Regions from separate parts of the Danio rerio genome. Here region 1 is linked to region 2. A link is a contact called in public HiCAR-type data. All regions are on one chromosome and are shown on one strand. The core of a region is the stretch at or near the end of the contact, and the rest is flanking DNA. Distances in the headings are between cores, read along the strand shown.

The links. HiCAR-type assays count read pairs that join an accessible place to other places.
Region 1: a HiCAR-type map of caudal fin shows a contact between it and region 2, with 5 times the contacts expected there. The contact joins two enhancer-like sites. A contact is called at or near these places in 2 of 18 Hi-C or Micro-C datasets (caudal fin and an unstated tissue) and 3 of 4 datasets of contacts at active chromatin or transcription factors (caudal fin, embryo and gastrula embryo).

Annotation. Positions count from the first base shown.
Region 1 is chr1:10,285,181-10,288,523 of GRCz12tu, forward strand. The region is part of intron 1 of grin2ab (glutamate receptor, ionotropic, N-methyl D-aspartate 2A, b); the gene reads right to left. Among named protein-coding and RNA genes, the nearest start is that of grin2ab, 69 kb to the right of the region's middle. Within about 2 kb of position 1,656, at least 4 of the 62 cell types and tissues checked have an H3K27ac peak or open chromatin away from gene starts, as enhancers often do.
Region 2 is chr1:10,135,455-10,139,010 of GRCz12tu, forward strand. No RefSeq gene overlaps it. Among named protein-coding and RNA genes, the nearest start is that of hapstr1b, 11 kb to the left of the region's middle. Within about 2 kb of position 1,602, at least 24 of the 62 cell types and tissues checked have an H3K27ac peak or open chromatin away from gene starts, as enhancers often do.

The DNA of each region.
Region 1 (3,343 bases), core at 406-2,905, 150 kb after region 2:
TTTAGAAAGGGTACCCAAAAAGCTTTTAGACAGTGGAAAGAGCCATAAAAGCGCACCGAATCGATGCATACAGAGTGGAAACTGGCAATTAGTTCTCCTATGAAACAGTAATTCTTTTAAAAAATATTTCTCTTATATATTAAAAACATAGAAGTGCTGTTTAATGGAGAGGCTTTTAAACATAACAGTTTTAAGAAATAATTTCTAATAACTAATTCCTTTGTCTTTACCATGATGTCAGTGCATAATATTCAAATAGTTTTGCAAGATACAAGTATTTAGCTTAAAGTGCAATTTAAAGGCTCAACTAGGTTAATTATTAGGCAGATCAATTGGATAACTGTGGCTTTCTCAAAAGACAATCGGGAAAAACTTCTTAAGGGGGTTTATTAATAGTACTGAGCTTAAAAATTTATTTACAACATTTTAAAAGTGCTTTTGTTCAAAATAAAAAACAAATACTTTCTCCATAATTGTTTTAAATAAGAAATACTGTGATAATTTCTTTGCTCTGTTAAAAAATCACTTTGAAAATATTTTTAAAAATATCTTTATTTCACAGCTTGTTCAAACTACCTGTTTAAAATGAGCTTAAACAACACAATTCTTGTAATTTCTTTGTCCATTTTATATGGTTTATGTTCAGTCCAATTTTTTAAACCACTAAGTTAACATAAGCGTTTTGTGTTAGGACAACATGAAGGAATTGTGTTGATCCAACTACCTGGTAATTCCTAAAGGACCTGTAATTCCCAGCATGCTTTGCGTGAGATTGAATTAAGAAAGGGAAATGTTAACACTAAAAGTAATCTTAGGTGTTTAAAGTTAATTAAAAGACTTGTTAGTTTAATCTTCACTTTAGTTTGAAAATGTAAAAGATTTTCAAGTAATGCTTTGAGTTTTGAGATTACCACCTTGCAGAAGCACCCATGCTTTGGGTGTAGCAGCTTAATTAGCAAAACTGCAGTTTGTTGCTTTGCTCAGTGAGCAATAACTGTTCTAAAATAGTTCTGAGATCAGTCTCAGTAATCTGTACATGTAGCTCGTAACCGTAACTGTATATGCTTAAAAATGTCTCTTTTAGTTAATTTAGGATAACTTAAAATAAAACTGAGACTTTGACATATTCGACATACATGATATTATGAGACCTTTGAGTTTAAATAAAGTAAATATACAAATGTTTTAAACTTATTTGATAAAATTATGTTGGACCAACTCAATTGCATTTAATTGTGTAAATAGTTTTTTTTTAGTTAGTGGAAAACTAATTTATTGGATGGAAATCCTGCCCTCAATTAAATTGAGTTATTTTTTTGAGTGAGGTTAAACAATAAAGAATTTTTACGACCTCATGTGCTCATATTTACCAATATTAGTGGAGGACACTGTAATAATCCTAATCAAGAAGAAACCCTAGAGCAGGAGTACATTATGTTTGGCATGCACAGCATTGTAACTATGTTGATCCGTGCTCTTGTGAGAGCCCTTTGAGAGTCGCCGTGTGATTGCGAGTGCATGCGCATTAGGCTGTGGGTGCACATGTTGCATGTAATCCCTTTCCTGGGGAAAAAAAATCCTGCACAATCTTCACAGTTGCAGCTGGGGTTACCGTCACAACACCCCATTACTGTTGTGCTAACACTACGGTAGCCTTGGCAACACCATGGCAACAGAGCCGTTTGACAGAGATAAGAGAGGTGGTTAGCGCAGCAGACATGGAGCTTTCAAATTCATCTCCCCTCTCTTGTGTGCCACTCTCAGCGCATTACCTTTATATAAACTGGATTCAATTCATTTCAACGCTTTACTTTTGAAAAATTTGACCAGCTGGAAACAGGGTCTATGAGAATCAACCAGAGCACACAGTAAAGCTGGGAATTGCAGCCAATCAGCTGATTCAGTTCCATATTCAGTATTATTCGCATGGTATAATTCAATTGAACTAGGGCTGCACAATATACAGGGTTCATACACATTTTACTACTAAAATTACAGGACATTTCCATGACGTTACCTTCAGGTAAGAAAGTCAAAAAATGTCTACATACACAAGGTAAATAAGACAAAACGCACGGTTAAATTAATTACAGCATATCAAAAAATGTGAAACAATCTATGTAATTTGCTTGTTTTTATATCAGTAAAATAGTTTTTAGAAATTATCTTGATGTCTGTATGAAAAATATTGGAGAAATGTTGGTCTCTGTTTTCATAAGACTTTAATCTCCATGACTTTTCCAAAACATTTTGGGTTTATTTGTTTTTCCAAAACTTTTCCTGGCCTGGAAAATGACTTGACAAACTTCCATGACTTTTCCAGCTTTCCAGGGTCATGAACCCTGAATATATCATTTCAGCATCGATATCGCAATGTGATCATTAACAATAGTTACATCGAGAGCACACACAAGGTTGAGTCTGGATTATTTTTAAGGTCTGACTGTATGAGGATTTTAAAAAGCATTCATGCATAAAAAACTGTACTGTTTGTAACTTTAATAACGATTAATTATTTACATTTTTACTGCATTATTTATATTTACAACAAAGACTACGCATTATTATTTTACATTTGATTATCCAACTACTGTATACCCGAGTACTGCTAGACTCTTAGGAGCACATGAAAAAAACACAGCTGCATCTTTTTCTTTATTGCATGTATCTATGCTTGTGCTGTAGATTGTTTATATATATATATATATATATATATATATATATATATATATATATATATATATATATATATATATATATATTCAATCAGAATGCACAGTAAGGCTGGGAATTGCAGCCAATCAGGTGATTCAAATCCAGTATTACTCAATATTCCTCAAATTGTTTTGATTTCAATTGAATTCGATATTGATTAGTAATTAATCGTTCATTTAGTTTTGCAGACATGGAATCAATAACAAGTACTAGTAACTAGGGCTGCACAATATATAGTTTCAGATCGATATCGCAATGTGATCATTCACAATAGTCACATCAAGAGCATACACAAGGTTGAGTCTGGATTATTTATTTATCATTTGCAGGTTTTTAAGGTCTCTGACTGTATGAGCATTTTAAAAAGCATTCATGCATGAGAAACTGAACCATTTGTAACTTTCATAAAGATGATTTATTTACATTTTTAAATACAACAAAACTATGCATTATTATTTTACATTTGATTATTCAACTACTGCATACCAGAATACTGCTAGACTATGGAAAACATGAAAAAAACATATATTTTTCTTTATTGCATTTCTTGTACTTTTGATTGTTTGTTCCATTTCATGCAGATACAATCACATATATCAAAAATTATAAGTTGCTTCCAAATAGAGAT
Region 2 (3,556 bases), core at 352-2,851:
TGATCCGAGAGTTGTTGTCATAGCAACAGTTCTGGTAGCTTAAACCTGGTTGGGAGCAGCTTAATTCATATTAACAGGATTAGATCGGGTCAGTTCAAGCAAAGATAATACTGAAAGTATGTAGCAAATGCTGATATTTTCTTACAGTAGTTTTATACACTTGGGAAAATAGTAAATATTAATATATATATATATTTCCAGCACGGAAAACACATTTTCAGCACTGTGTTTTTGAATGTACACTTGACATGTTTCTTAAATATCTGCAAACATATTATGGTATTTTTATGCTTTAGAAGAGTCAAACACTTTCATACAGCACATTTCAATAATTTTTGTCAAGCACTGTATGGTGTTTTTGAGACCTCATTGAATTTAAATAAAACAACAACACAGTCTGAATAGTTTTTTTTGTCTGGTGGCTTTACAGTTTAAGAGTCAATCACAGTTAGATAAATGTCAAGAACTGTCTTAAATTAAATCAGATTTTTAAAAAACACTTTACTCTTAAAAATAAACGTTAAAGAATCACCGAGTGATTGTGTAAAGAACATTTTGATTTTCTAAATAACCCTTTTCCACAATAAAGAACATTTAGTGGAAAAAAATATGGAATCAATCTAGAACCATCAATGGCATTAAAGAACCTTTAATTTTAAGTTCAAGATTGTGTTAAATTTGGGCGACACGGTAGCTAAGTGGTTAGAACAGTCGCCTCACAGCAAGAAGGTCCCTAATTCGAGTTTGGGTCAGTTGGCATTTCTGTGTGGAGTTTGCATATTGGTGTGGGTTTCCGCTGGGTCCAAATCCATGCGGTATAGGTGAAGTGAATTAAACAAATTGTATGTGTGTGAATGAGAGTGTATGGATGTTTCCCAGTACTGGGTTGCAGCTGTAAGGGCATCCTTGTATATGTAAAACATATGCTGAATAAGTTGGCAGTTCATTCCACTGCGGCGAACACTGATGCACTGAAAAAAATATTCAAAGATGAATCCTTGGATTTACTACATTTTTTTTTTAAGTTAAGTGGTTGTCAACAATTTATTTGGGCTGAATTTAAACAAACAAATTAAACATTACTAAATTTAATTTGTTTAAATTCAACACAAAAATCACTAATACATCTTTTTTTCATTAATAAAGGGACTAAGCTGAAGGAAAATGAATTGAAGAATGAATTGTTTTAAATTCAGCACACATTTCTTTTCTGTAATATCTGTTTAACCTTCTCACTCGCTCGCCATAGTCTATGCACGTTGAATCCCCCCTGTTCCTCACGCGAAACCTGTTGTTCCATTGACAAAATTAGCGTTCACGCTTTACGTGCGCGCGCGCTTCAGGCGTGGAACGACCATCGCTTATTTCTATGGGAACAGTCCGCCACTCAGTACAATGTCACCTGAGCCGCATTGCTTTACGCCGCTGCTGCTGCTGGTGTCCTCCGATCATCTCGGTAAAGAAGACCGTGAGTCCATCTCCATAGCAACACGTTACATATCTAGAAGTAATATTTATCCTTCCCAGCGAGGAGAAACTGATGCTGTTTTTATCTTTGGTCGCGTAATGCCGCGCAGTCACCACTAGGGGTCAGCAGCTAACAACACAAAACAGCGTGACGACAGCTAGAGAGCGTGGAAAATCAAAACCGTCATAAACAACATTGCTCTTGCAGATCGCGTCTCGTCGACAAGATGGTGTGTGAATGGGGTAAAAGCGTCTTTTGAAAGTAGTTTTGGCGGAAAAGGGTCAAAACAAGGTGGCTTTCTGTCTCTTTGATGAGAAATGAGCGAGGGAGGGGGACTTGGAGCGATAAATTTCTGTAAAGATGAGCTCAGTGGTGCTGTGCTGAATGAGAAAAACCACAAACAAAGCTTCATGAGTGGGAAGAGGGAGAAAGAGAGAGAGGAGAGAGAGAGAGAAAGTAGAAAATAAATGTGTATTGTTGAAGGCTGTCTATAATACACATCAAACACTTTAACAATGGGCACAAAAAAGGAAAATTGTGTCATCTACTCACCCTCAAGTCTGTCTAAACCTGAATGATTGCCTTCTGTTGAACACAAAAGAAAGTTGTTAGGCGGAATATAAGATCTGCTGGTTTGTGCTGGAAAGTACGGCTATTATTATTATTATTTTACAATGAACGTGAATAGGGACTGAGGCTGTCAAGTTTGGTATTTAAATGAGTTTGAATGGGTCTGCTCATCACAAAACACAGCATATCATGCGAATTAATCATACAAGCTAGATCTACATTCAATTTGGAAGCTCCAATTTTTAATGTTTTACAATAGAAAACATCAAGTGTTTCAGTTTCCCCCAATTGTTTACACATTTTCTGAAAGCATATCTCATATTGTCAGAACTCTACACACTAATCAAAACACACACACATTGGGCAAAACCCTTCAATTCTCCTGCAAAATTAAACTTTACATTCAAAACAATGTAATTACTTTTTTTAAATGGTATTTTGTTTTTAGATGACACACAAACCATCACATCAATAGACATTTATAAGACCCGGTTGATCACCTATGTGCTTAATGTAAAACGCTATGACCACTTCTCTTCATCTTACTTTAAGCCTTTTTTTGGTTCAGTGTTACACTTACTACAGACAGTGCATATGCTTACATAAGTGCATTGTAAGATATTTCAGAAAATTGTTTTTATACAAAATACACTGTGCTGAATATGTTTTACTGTATTTTTAACTACAAAAACCATGTACACAGTGTTTCTCCCAACCAACACAAAGATGCACTAACGTGGTCTACATATGCCATCAACAGAAGGATTTACAGAATACAGTTATAGTAAAAAAAAAAAAAGTGGATTTTGGTCATAAACTTTTCATCCCCAGGCAGAAAAAAATTCCCCAACTGAGAAATGCAGAATATGTAGGGAACATGGGTGGGCAGTGAACCAGTCATAGCTCTGATTTCTAAGTTGCAATTCTGTGTGACAGGTGTTTACTCATGTGATGAGTTAGTATGCAAAGTAGGGCAACTGACCTTACAATTTTGAATGACAGTGTGTTCCTTGTGAAAACGAGATTTTCGGCATGAAAAAAGTGTGTTTTAAACCTGCAATTTGAGAGTAAAGTTCTGCTTGCAGCAGAATTGGTTCAGGGGGTTGGTGCATCAGTTGTTTTAGTCATTGTGTCTGAAGTACAAGTAATTGTGTGTAAACAACTAAGAAAAACTGTAAATATCGTCTCTTAATTTGTGTGTGTGTGTGTGTGTATACAGTATATGTATATATATATTTCATTTTGAGTTGGATTTTTTATTTTGTGTGAATAGGTAGGTGACAAACAGACATTTAAAAAAAGCTTTTTTGTAAAACAACATTTTTGACGATCAGTGTTGCCAGATATATAACGCAAGTTTTCCAGCCCAAAAGCTGTCTAAAACCCACCAAAAATGCACAAAAAACACCTAAAACTAATAATAAAATAAAATAAAATTTTAATTTATTTAAATCGAAATTAAGGGGCGAGGCAGTGGCGCAGTAGGGAGTGCTGTCGCCTCACAGCAAGAAGGTCGCT